Regions from separate parts of the Mus musculus genome. Here region 2 is linked to region 1. Evidence: chromatin contacts called from public HiChIP or PLAC-seq data. All regions are on one chromosome and are shown on one strand. The core of a region is the stretch at or near the end of the contact, and the rest is flanking DNA. Distances in the headings are between cores, read along the strand shown. Region 1 has its middle 83 kb from the start of Gm41533. Region 2 overlaps Gm41534 (a long non-coding RNA gene).

Region 1 (6,624 bases), core at 2,812-5,311:
AAAAAGATGGATGACTTTGTAGTTGGAAACCCCAAACCAACCTAAAAATAATTAGTAGAAAGAAAAGTTGAAGAAGATAGAAACAGAGAGAAAACTAGTGATGAGGAAAATGCCCAAAAAAAAAAAAAAATGTATTAGTCCTAAAATAGTTCTATTGAACACGATTAAATTTGGGCCTCATGAGGTTACTGATTTGCAAGGGTTAACGATTGTGGGGGCACATTTCAGAATGAAGACCCTCCACAAATAAATGCCATGATTGTAAAGAGCTAGCTTCAGCCTGTAATGAATATGGCTCGCATTCTTCCCTGAGCCCTATGCAGCTGTGCTCTGGAGCTGCCCTGTCTAAAGCAGGCGGTCTGGGAAGATCTGAAAGAACGCAAGTGTGCACAGGGGTGTGACCTCTTCTAGCTCTGCTGCCTTGAAGAGAATTTCCTGTGCCAGCTCACCCATGGCCTGGGTTTCCTTTAGGATATCAAGCTCCAAGTTTACAGTTCCTATCAGGGAGTCTCTTTGTTTGAACAAAGCCTTATTTGTTAGGAAGTGTCACAGATCAGCATGTATCAGACGCAAGATTGAATGTCCCACAAGCACAAAGGCATGCAAAGCTATGCCAGGATACCAGCAATGGGGCTTTTCACCATGAGAAAACAGATGGTCAAAGTGAAAGGGGCCAGTCATTATGAAAAAGAAATTCTTCCAGCCAACCTCCCCCGCTCCTCCATTCACTCTGTCTCACTGACAGGGAAACATTTGATATGCTGCAACATCAGCTGATGTTTGTGTCCTTTTAATTAAACCAAGAGGTCTGCAATAGGGATGTCCTTGTCTTTGCAGAGAAGTGATTTCAGAAAGAAGATAATGGAACCTTTTTTTTCTCCAGGCTTGCAAGCAGTTTGTGCATAATTTGTCCTTTGCAAGAGCAATCAAAGATAACTGGTGCGCAATTGATTAAGGGCTTTGTGTCCTTTTAATTACTTGTTTCTACACACTGGTTTAGTGACATGCTGAAAGCAGATCTGTCTGAGTTCTATCTGAGCTGTGGAGTTTTCTTTTCCTTATATGGGTTAAGAGTAAAGCTATTAGTAAGCCTCCAACACATAGAACAGTCCTATCCGATAGAAAGAGATTGTGAATCTTGCCTTTTTTATATCCTTTCAATGGACTATTACATGTTTTTATAGAAAATAAGGTGAAAGATGCTGTGGCTTTACTTACTTATAGAAAAAGTCCACATTTTCAATAGTATGAAGTCTTCCTTAACCTGAAAGTAGAGCTCAGAAGATTTTTTAGTTTGGCTTATTTTTAATTACTATAGTGATCAAATACTTGTTTCGTTTCCAATAGCTATGATAAATGCCCTGACAGAACCAACTTAGGATGAAAGGGTTTATTTTAGCTTACAATCCTGGTCATATTATATCGTTGCGAGAAAGTTAAAGGGGCAGAAACTTGAAGAGGCCAGTCACATCTGCAGTCCAGCAGAGAGATGAGACCATACATGCTAGTACTCAGCTTGCCTGTTCCCGTCTTACGGAGTCCAGGACCCAGCTCATGAAATGATGCCCACATTCATGATGGTTCTTCCCACTTCAATTCATTTAACCAAGGTAGCCCACTACACACACACACACACACACACACACACACACACACACACACACGCCCACAGGCCAACCTGATCTAGACAAACCCTCATTGAGACTGCCTTCACAGGTGATCTAGATTGTATAAAGCTGACAATCTCCTTTGAGTACTGATCTGTAGACTTAAAGGCTAAATTCCTTTGAAACATCATTGGAAAACTAAATAGAATAATGCATAGACTGAGTTTTATTGTTTGCAGTGCATGTGCTGAAAAGCCTTTCAAAAAAATAAGTGTTTGAAAACGTTATGGAAAATGTTATGATTTTAAGTTCTCCACCTAAAATCTGAGAAAACAAAAGAGCATTGTAATTTAACTAACTAAAATTAACTAACTAAAATCTTTCTAGCACTATTTAATGACACTTACTTACTCCTAACTTTCATGCTCCAGAGAAAAAGAAAAGTTGAGATTTGAAATCTCAAAAGAAACCCATCTAACCATATAGAGACTATGTGGCTATGGCTGCTGACATAGGAAGTGAACAGAAAGCTTATAGTATAGGATCCCTAATCAGAACACTGGATCAAGGGGCCCAACCTCTGCTTCATCAAGCAATACACAAATGTTGATGAAACAGTGAACCCACCCCACCCCAAAGAAAAATCTGAGGGAAATGTCAGAGAGTAGACCCTCACTAACCTAGCACATTCTCAGAGTGATTTACAAATCACTTTGACCACAGCAGGAAACCTGGGCGAGCAGCAGTAAATAGTTACCTCTTTTGAAACATATGATCTTCTTGCAAAAGGCTTGTAGAAAGCCTTGGAAGAGTCAGAGTGAAAGCGACAGTTAGGAGCTCTAAATTACAAAGGAAGAAAGGTTCGTATTCAAAACCAAAAGGGGAGACCTCGTGTGTGTGTGTGTGTGTGTGTGTGTGTGTGTGTGTGTGTGTGTGTGTGTATGTGTGTGTGTAGCTTACACTGTGCTGAATCGTGCATGGGTCTACACTGAGGATAAAGGAAGCAGCATTACAGGACAGCTTCATGAGAATAGCACAGGAGAAAATCCAGGGCAGGACTGAAAAACAAAGGACTGTAGACAGGATCAGGCTGATCATGAAGAATTTTAATGCAGTATGTTGTTTGCTATCACAACTGTGAGTTGAGCTAAGACCTGGAGACTCTAAAAAGAATGAGTTTCTATCTATGCAAAACTTATCACCAATGAAGATGACAATCTGAGCATATAGAGCATCTCGAAGCTCCACAACTGTGCTATTGCAGTGGGTCTTTGTACACACACAAAGCAATGGTCCTGTTTATTTGGTAGGTGTACCCTATACTCCATATACTGTTAAAGAGGACATAACCAAGCCATCACTCACTCCTACATTATGCTCCTCCATGCTGTTTACTGGTGTTATTGGAGAGTCCTACTGTTAGCATTCTGTCTAAGCTCCACCCCACAGTTACCTGGCAAGGTCTTACCCACTTATAAATGGGGCTGCTTGCTCCCTCTTCCCTCTCTTGTTCTTCTCTTGCCCTTTCCTTCTTGCTCTGACTCTGTCCTCTTACCCCTTCCCCCCCCCTCCCCATTTCCTTCTCCACTCTCTCTCCACGTGCTCATGGCCGGCCTCTACTCATCTTCTCCACTACTTCTCCCTACCTTTCTCTGCCTTGACTACCCTCTTAACTCCCCTCCCAATGCCCTGAATAAACTCTGTACTATACTATCATGTGACTGGTCCCTTTGGGGGAAGGGCACTCCCTTCCCACCTCACCATACCTCCATAGAACATAACCCCCCTTCTCTCTTTATCTTTTTATTAACGCATCACCTACTAGCATGGTACCCTACCCAACTGCTTTCTTTTCCAGGGTCCCCCATTCTTTCAGAACTCTCATCACCATTATTACAAACTTTCGTTTACACTGAGTCTGCTTTCTGGATTTCACACCATCAAACTTAGGTTTCACCCTTTTGTACATCTCTTAAAACATTTAAAGATTGTATTGTAGTTGCTTAGAATTCTTAGATGCTGGTGTATTGACATAAAAAACATAGCAACTCCATCATTTGGGGAAACAGATAGCAGGGTTATAAGCACGTGACTTAATGAAAATCAGGTCTAAGCGCTGCATTTATGCAGACCTGTAATTTAGATGTGAGCACAGCTCCATGGAGGGACAGAAGGGACAGCTAACAAGTATGTCAAGAGGAATTTTACCCATTTACTGAAAGTTAAATACAAATATCCTTTGAGTGGAAAAAAAATGAATGTTCTTGTGTAGCAAGCCTAGTGGCAGGTGAGCCCAACTCAGCTTCTCTGTCTTTAGCGACTCTTGCATGTTATTGACAAATGTAGTGCTTCTGGCATCCCTTTCTCACAAAAGCTGGCTCTACAGCGTGTGCTTTGTTGGTGAGCTCTGATGCAAATCGCTTCTCAGCAGAAGCAGCTCTGCCATTATATTCTAATTTGCAACCAAGCTGGCTTTCAGCTGTGCCTTGTCCTTGGGCTGTTCCCTCACTGTCAGGACCTCTCCAGGGTGCGCCAGCTGTTCTCATAACAGAGAGTGGGGGTAGCAGTTAGATGTCATTGATTAGCAGAAAAGCCTGCCTCGGCTGCCATTGCTCCTCTTTGTCCTAGAACCTAAATCCTGAAGGGCCACCCCGGGAAACAAAGGATGAAATAGTTTCCTCTGTACTCCATTTTTTCTTTGCTCCATTCTCTCAGTCCTCTAGCTGGATTTAGCGATTATATAAATCACTCAGATTACAATCTCTGGATAAGAATTCAATCCACAGACCCAGTAGGAGCACTAGCATGTCACCCTAAAATCTGCACCGCTTGTGAGTGTTGGCACTTTGTCTAGGCTCAACCCCACCCTTACCTGGCAACAGCCAGGTGTGCCTGACTCACTATAAAAGATGTTGTTTGCCCCCTCTGCTCTCTCTTGCCTTCTTGGTCCCTCTGGGGAAAAGGATGCCTCAGCATGAACCTTCAGAGACACGCCCTTCCCCCACACCTGACTACACATCCACCAAACATAGTCCCTCTCTCCCTGTTTTTTTATAAAACACAACAGTGAGCACACACAGATATGCAAAGTACTGCCTAGAATTCTAGTAATTTACAGAACTCCAGCTGAAGCCAGGCTGGGATAAGCACCTCTCACCCTCCTCCTCTTATCGCCCATCTTTTTCCTCCTCATATGCCATTTTCTGGTGTGTAAAGCCTTTCTAATCTACAACAGTGTTCAAAATGGCCTTTAAAATATTTCTGAACATTTATTTGCTCTTTCAAAGACAGAGAACAATAAATGAGTTGGCAGGCTAAAGCCCAGCCCCCATTGAAAGGATCCACGGATTTACCTTTCTTGGATTTATCTTCCGTGGATTTTCCTTTCTTGGACCTTTCTGTTCACACTGGTGCTGCTGAGATAACAGCTACAACTTTGTGAAACTTTGAGTACAAGTCACGAGGAACTCCAAGTGAGGGAAATAGCATATCAATTTGGAGAGACAAACAGTTAAAATTCTGTTCTCTTCTGTACATTGGTGGTCCCTCCCTCCTCTCTTCTCTATGACCATCAGCAGATGCACCAGGTGTGTCAACTCACCAGGCAATGCTTATTCATCTGCTGACATGGTGGGGAAACAGCTAGTTCAGCACATTTTCCCCTCCTGGTGACTTTCAAAACGACTCTAGCCTTTACCAGAGATACACTAAAGAAATTAGGAAGGTCTGTGATGAAAGCAGGCCACAGATATAAATATGAGGTTAGTGAGCATTAAAGGAACACATTAGAGATACACAAAATGCAAATGGTATCTCATTTCAAATTATGGCATGGTTAGGAACAGAGAAGGGAATGGAAGAAGGGTAAAGGTGAGCAAGACACCGTAATCAAGGGTTAATGTGATTATAGTACTTGATGTAAATGATTGTAACTTACATAAATAAAACCTGGTATTTGTTAAATGAATATACACTAATGAACAAATTTGTTATGTGCCACAAAGAACATATGATTATGTTCCTTTAAAATCCTATGGCCTGGTGACCTCCCAGCTGTTTTACTAAGTACCATAAACACTCTGCAACAGGTCAACCAAATCACCTGATGCCTTTCTCAAAACATGGCTGCATCAGATGACCGAATTTCTTAAGATAGATCCTAAAATCTTTATCATCTGACTTAATATTTGAAGTAATAAAATGGTATTGAAATATTCTTGAAACTTAAAAAAAAAATGGGACACCGTATTAGGTCAAACCTTTAGACAACGTTGAATCTGTGTCAAGATGTTGAAAAGAATCAAGCTAGAAAGAATCAGAAAAACATTATGTGAAGATGAGGCCTTTTAAGTCATTACTTAAATCCTAAAACAAAATAAAAACATGATCTATGTGCTACCATATTCTCAGCTTTGCCTGCTTTTGGTGTTACTAATCAATTATAGCACGCTTTGCTGCTTAAGCCAACAGCCTCAGAATCCTTCTAAAAGTACACGTAGACAAGTGTTTCATAGCAGTGTTTGAAATTAACAATCACTAATCTCTGTGCTAAGCCAAGGTTAGAACCACACAACCACTGTGAGCACACTGGAACTACCTGAATTTTAACTGGATCCTGGGACAGGCTTCCACAGAACGTAAGTAGTAGCTGTAAACCTCAGCCCCAGGGCCAAATTGGGTCTGCCAGCTGCTCTTATAAATAAAGTGTGTTGGTTCACACCACACCCATTTGTTTTTGTATTGTACTGGGACTGCTTCCCTACCTTAGATCACATAATACTCTATTTTATATAGTGCTTTGGCCTCAAAGGACTCCAGAACTTTCCACAGTGTGTGAAAGCACAAAATAAGAGCTTATGATTAGGCTTCAGGTCTCAGTGACATTTGTGGTTTTGAGACCCATACAGCTATAGAAAATGTGGGGACTGTCCCCCTTCTTACTTCCCTCCCTTCCTATCAACTAGTCTTCTGGCATGAAGGTTCTACAGAACTTTTACAAGACACACCACTGGAACTC
Region 2 (6,624 bases), core at 2,375-4,874, 450 kb before region 1:
GAGACTCTCCAAACACACTGCCAATTGTTGTCTTTGGTTATCTTCACCAGATATAAAAGTTCAACTGCATCTGGCCTAAATGCTCCCTCCCTAAAAACTAGTTTTCTTGGTACAAGAAGGTGCCATGTAATCTTCCAAAGGAGGGAAACAAACTGCATTCTGACACAACCGTGACATCTGTGAACCACATCAATACTCAGTATGGCACAATAGCACTACAGGTGCAGTAGTGACACACATATCTTGCCAGTAACCAACAGCTCTCTAATTGGACTCAGGACTTGCTCGACAAGAGGAAGACTGTGCCTGGTTCTAAAAGCCTAGGTAACTACTCAGTGCTAGGAAAGTCATGGTTATTGGAGCAGAATCTACAGCCATTGGTTTACTAGACCAGCATAATCCTGAACTACAATTTATAAAATTTGTTCTTAGATAACTCACAGAACTGTAGCTTTTAATCTTCATCAAGAAAACTTGTCCACAGCCATCAAAATGAATACTTGTGAAGCCCAGTGATCTATAAAAACACTCTTGTCCCTAATGCTCAGAGAATACTGAAAAAGAGAAGGAAGAAAGATCATAAAGAGCCAGAAGATCTGGGAGTTTTCTGTGAAATTTTGTCTCCTAGCAATGTCAGAAGATATACCCATAAAGTCTCACCAACATGGCTGCATAACAAGAGCAGTAATGGACATGCTGAAGTAGACCTGGAAAATCCTACATGGTATCAACCCGAATCAATGAACTGTAGGCAACTGAGAAAAGCTGGAAATGAGAAGTTCTTCCCCAAAGAAGATCTTACTAGTATTTTGTTCAATTCCAAATGGTTAGCCCTAAAAACATGCATACACACAAGTAACTATGTATGTGTGTCTGTATATACATATGTATGTATACATATATATACACACATAATGATATATGTATATATGTGTGTTTGTGTGTATATATGTTACACACATATGTTACATATATGTTATATTTTATACACACACACACACACACACACACACAAAATAACAATTAGTGGAAAATGAAACCATGAACATAAAGAGTGGAAAAGGATATATGGAAGGGTTTGGAGAGAGGAAAGGGAATGAAGAAATGTTACAATTATAAATAAAGAAAATAAATTGCTTTAACTTTATTGAAAAATCTTCTTTTGGACATGTTCTTAAATTTTACATGGAAAATCTATTTTCTTCATATATAGAGAAGTATCTAAATTTTGAATAAAACAGAATGTTTGCCAAAGATTGAATAAGAGAGTACTACTTACTTCAAGTAAGAATGAAATCAATGGAGACTTTTCAAGTATAGCACTACCACCATCACCACCACCAATCCACATACACACACACTTAAAGATGTCTCCATCAAATCCTTCCCCCCAGGCCTCAGACAACCCTGTGGAAGAGGAAAGGGAAAGAGTGTAAGAGTGTTTTATATTCTATATTTTCTATTCTATGTTATTTTATTATTATCCCTTAGATGCCTTATGTTTTGTTAGGAGAGAAGGGGAGTGAGTCCAGATGGGAAGGGAGAAGGTAAGAACTGAGAGAAGTAGAGGAAGGAAACCATAATCAAAATATGTTGCATGGAAAATAAGTATTTTCAATAAAAGAAACATTTTACAGTGCATGTAATTGAGTAATTCCTGGTGGTATAAAATGTCTGAGCACATATACCCTAGGATGTCATAATAGAATTCCAAGGAGAAACAAGTTTATATGAGGAAAGTACATGTTTAAAACACGAAATGGTAAAACAGCAACATTTACAGACACTTTATAGGATGTCAATGAAGGAGCAATTAATACTATTATGACTGTTTGTAGCCACATAAAAGGGGGATCATGAGAGGCAAATTGCTGCAGATAGCTCAGATCTAAGTACCACCAGCTTTTCTCATAACTCAGAATATTAGCTGCATGTGGAGCCTACTTTTGAGACAGAATATCCCAGCTCCTTGTGAAATGAGCTTGAGTTGAATGAAGTCTTGGAAATAGTTTAAAAATGAGCTTGACAAGATTTTGCTGAAAGGACCCTCATATAGCTGTCTCATGTGAGGCTATGCCAGTGCCTGGCAAATACAGAAGTGGATGCTCACAGTCATCTATAGGATGGAACATAGAGCCCCCAATGGAGGAGCTAGAGAAAGTACCCAAGGAGCTGAAGGGGTCTGCAACCCTACAGGTGGAACAACAATATGAACTAACCAGTACCCCCAGAGCTCGTGTCTCTAGCTGCATATGTAGCAGAAGATGGCCTAGTCAGCCATCATTGGGAAGAGAGGCCCCTTGGTCTTGCAAACTTTATATGCCCTAGTACAGGGGAATGTCAGGGCCAAAAAGTGGGAGTGGGTGGATAGGTGAGCAGCGCTGGGGGAGGGTATAGGGGACTTTTGGGATAGCATTTGAAATGTAAATCAAGAAAATATCTAATAATTTTTTTAATGAGCTTGAGAAAAAAAACAGGAAATGAGCTTGTGATCTGATATTGCCTGCCAGCACTGGCATCAACTAACTGCATTTTTACCGCATTTTAATCTGATCCTTAGAGTATAGTTTATAACTGGATCTCCTGCTGCTACTAGATACATTGGCTCAAGCTGAAGGGGTAGTGTCATTGTTGAGATGAAATATACTCAAGCTGGCTAAAGAGATAGCATCAATATAAAAATTATTTCCTGTAACAATATATAACATGTACATAAGTGACTCCCATAAAGTTTTGTTTTCTATAATAATATCCTTTGAAAATCAAAAACTGTACTGAGTATAAAACCCATTAGATCTTAAACCATGCTAATAATATGTATTGGCAGAAGGAGAGAGATGGTAATGTAGTATTTTTCATGTTCCTGTTGTATATCTCAGACCTGTCTATAGATATGCATCCAGAAAGTCTACTGACACATTTATATACTTTTTGAGGAATACATACATTCATACTTATTTTCTAAAATGTCTATGATAAAGTATGTTTATAATACTTGTTGTAAATGTTAATAATAAAACTTTAAAAATATGATCTGGTTACATTCCATCAAGTTATTTCACTTATATCAAATGCTAGCATGCCAACCTTCTGAACAGTCACAACCTAGCAAGTTAACAAAACACTTTTTAGTTAAACAATGAAAAGGGAGTTAAGACTACAAACTCAGAGGAAATTTGAAAACATATGAAACATAAAGGACATTGGTAAACCCAAACTGGAAGTTTATTAATCTCCTGGTATTTTTTTTATCTATATTGCAGTCTCACAGCTCCTCTCTTTTTAAAATATAAGTAAAAAATAAACCAAGAATATCTTTGCATTCTCTGTTTTACTAAGAAATTGTCCTAATCCCTTTCCCTGTGCAGGCTATCTATGTGGGGCCTGGATCATTATGGCAGGCTAACACAGTCTAACTACATTGTCTTTCTAAGGCCTGGAGTAACAGCCCTAGAAAGGTGAAGTCTGGCAGCATTCATTGCCCTGGGTCTGTGCTTCTTCAAAAGCTGGTATTCAGGGTTGTGACAAGCTGGCAAAGACCAATCAGCGGGAATTAGCGGTATTGTGTGCAGCTGGCTTATTGCATGGTTTCTAACAACACATCCAACAGAACTGATTATGTCAAAACAGATTTCCCTTCATTAGAGCCTTGCAGTCAGCACTTCTAACAGATAACCAGATCAGAGTGTGCCTGTGCAAGAGCTCTGAGGTAACCCCTGGATGCTGAAGGAAGGCTTTGAGAGGTCGGTGTATTAGTGAGATGTTAAGGATACAGATCAGTCACATCTGGAAAAACTGCTATTCTTCCTTCCTCCCTTGATTTCTTCGGTCCTTCCTTTTATCTTCCTTCCTTCCTTCCTTCCTTCCTTCCTTCCTCCCTTCCTCCCTTCCTCCCTTCCTCCCTCCCTCCCTCCCTCCCTCCCTCCCTCCCTCCCTCCCTTCCTCCCTTCCTCCTTTCCTTCCTTCCTCCCTTCCTCCCTTCCTCCCTTCCTCCCTTCCTTCCTTCCTTCCTTCCTTCCTTCCTTCCTTCATTTCTTTATTTTGAGATTTCTCATGGAATTTACTTACAGAAAAATGATTTTAAGCTAAGTATTTTTCAATTACATGACAATGAAAACAGTCTCACAAAGTCCTAATAATATTTTCACTTTCATCTACTTTTTGATTATTATTTCATCACAACATTTTCTCTTTCTGTTCCTCCCTCTAAGTCCTCCTACATACTCCCATGCTCTTCTTCAAATTTATAGCCTTTTATTCACTAATTGTTATTGCATATATGTATATCCACTTATATTTCTAAATATAACGTGTTCAGATCATAAAATGGACTGCAAGTATGTATTTAGGGTTGATCATTTGGCACTTGATAATCAGTGCTGTGCTTTTCTCTGTAGAAGGCCACCTCTTCCCATTTCCAGATTTTCTCACTTGCCTATAGTTCTCTGTGTATGGTTGAGGCCTCATGGATTCCGCTCAACCAATTTGACAAGTCTCTTGTTCTTGTCTTGTTCTTATGACATATGAACAGTAACGGTGAGAATTTAATTGGTGTATCTTCTGATAGTAATAAGAGATGCAAATAATTGACTTTTAAAATCTTTCTGTTCCATCTTCCACAGTGGTCCACAACTCTGCATTTTGATTGGTTGCAGTGGTCTTCTGTTTCAAAGAGAAGTTTCCTTGATGAGAAGTAAAGATTATACTTTTCTGTGATTGTAAGGACAAATGTTTATGGGTTATTGTTTGACATTATGATTGTTTAGTAAATTAGTAATTGTAGATTCTCTTCCAATAACCATTACTTCACTATCACGGAGTATTTAGCTAAGTTTCCAATACCAGGAATAATTTTCTTGTTCTTAATCAGGTCTTAAGTCTAATTAGAGAGCTGTTGGTTACCAGACAGGTATGTAATCCCAGAGTAATTATACCACATTGTCTTTGATGTGATTCATAGGTGTCATACCTGTGTTGGATTGTTGATCCTCCATTAAAAGGTTGCATGGTCCCTTCTGCTACCATGAAAGCCAGCCTTCAGAGAAGTGTGTCCATATCAATTACAGATCTGGGGTCTCTGGGCCATGAGAACACCTGAAATGGATGGTGTCTTCACTATTAGGGAATGATCTGAAAACCAAAGGCAATGGCAAGAGGCTATATGTTTTTAGTGTCTCTTTTTTTTTTCTTTATTTTTAATTGGATATTTTATTCATTTACATCTCAAATGCTATCCCAAAAGTCCCCTATACCCTCCCCCCACCCTGTTCCCCTATCTACTCACTCCTACTTCTTGGCCCTGGCTTTCCCCTGTACTGGGGCATATAAAGTTTGCTAGACCAAGGGTCCTCTCTTCCCAATGCTGGCCAATTGGGCCATCTTCTGCTACATATGCAGCTAGAGACACGAGTTCTGGGGGGTACTGATTAGTTCATATTGTTGTTCAACCTATAGGGTTGCAGACCCCTTCAGCTCTTGGGTACTTTCTCTAGCTCCTACAATAGGGGTCCTGTGTTCCATCCTATAGATGACTGTGAGCATCCACTTCTGTTTTTGCCAGGAACTGGCAAAGCCTCACATGAGACAGCTATATCAGGGTCCTTTCAGCAAAATCTTGCTGGCGTATGCAATAGTGTCTGCATTTGGTGGCTGATTATGGGATGGACCCCTGGGTGCGGCAGTCTCTGGATGGTCCATCCTTTCGTCTTAGCACCAAACTTTGTCTCTGCAACTCCTTCCATGCATATTTTATTCACTATTCTTGGGAGGAATGAAACCTAGAATACCCAAGATACAACTTCCAAAACACAAGAAAATCAAGAAGGAAGATCAAGGCATGGATACTTCATTCCTCCCAAGAATAGTTTTTAGAGTCCCTTGGACAGCCATGGCCAACAACTCAAAAGAGGGCTTCTCACTTCTAGTATTCTGGTTTTTATTTTATATGGTCTAGGGCTATTTGAGTACCCACTCTCTCCCAGATGAGAAAATTCATTTAAACTATGTGATTTTATTTTTTAATGCATAGAATTAAGTACATTACATGGTTTTTGGGTAATGATATTTGTAGATTTTTCAGACATCACTGTTATTATTTTCTTTATTTTTCCTCCTTCTATTTGAAAAACTGAGATTCTAAACTCAGAAGGATTCTAGCATGTATACAACTTACTTTATCTAAATGTTTGTATATATAATTTTAGCTTGCACTAATTTTATTGCAAAATTTAAATTATTCACCAAGATTGTTATATCTCAAGGCAAGAATGTTTCATTTGTTCTAATGCCACAGGGTATAATTTGAGAATGATTGGCAAATCTGTTCTTATTGGTCCTGTCCATGCACATGTCCTCTTCTTGTCCAGTGTTAGGCCTTGACCTTGGGTGGGTGGCTATGATTCATAGATCTCTGTAGGTGAGTCTCACTCATGGATGGATAGTCCCAAAATAGATCTTTGTGTCTAAACCCATAGTTTACATTAGGGATTCTTCTTTATGTTGAATACAATATGGGCTCTAACAAGTGTATAGGTGCCCATGACAATGGTGTCATTCTGGATAGTGTACTTGCTCCAGGAGTCCTGAAAGGTTCACCGGTCACTCCCAGAAGATTACACTATAATA

Evidence for each region. HiChIP or PLAC-seq counts read pairs in DNA pulled down with a chosen protein or histone mark.
Region 2: an H3K4me3 HiChIP or PLAC-seq map of embryonic basal ganglia shows a contact between it and region 1, with 3 times the contacts expected there. The contact joins two enhancer-like sites.

What each region holds. Positions count from the first base shown.
Region 1 is chr17:15,987,943-15,994,566 of GRCm38.p6, reverse strand. No RefSeq gene overlaps it. Among named protein-coding and RNA genes, the nearest start is that of Gm41533, 83 kb to the right of the region's middle. Within about 2 kb of position 4,061, at least 41 of the 459 cell types and tissues checked have an H3K27ac peak or open chromatin away from gene starts, as enhancers often do. A contact at or near this core is called in embryonic basal ganglia, where this site is marked.
Region 2 is chr17:16,441,716-16,448,339 of GRCm38.p6, reverse strand. All of the region lies in intron 2 of Gm41534 (a long non-coding RNA gene), which reads right to left. Among named protein-coding and RNA genes, the nearest start is that of Gm41534, 210 kb to the right of the region's middle. Within about 2 kb of position 3,624, at least 10 of the 459 cell types and tissues checked have an H3K27ac peak or open chromatin away from gene starts, as enhancers often do. A contact at or near this core is called in embryonic basal ganglia, where this site is marked.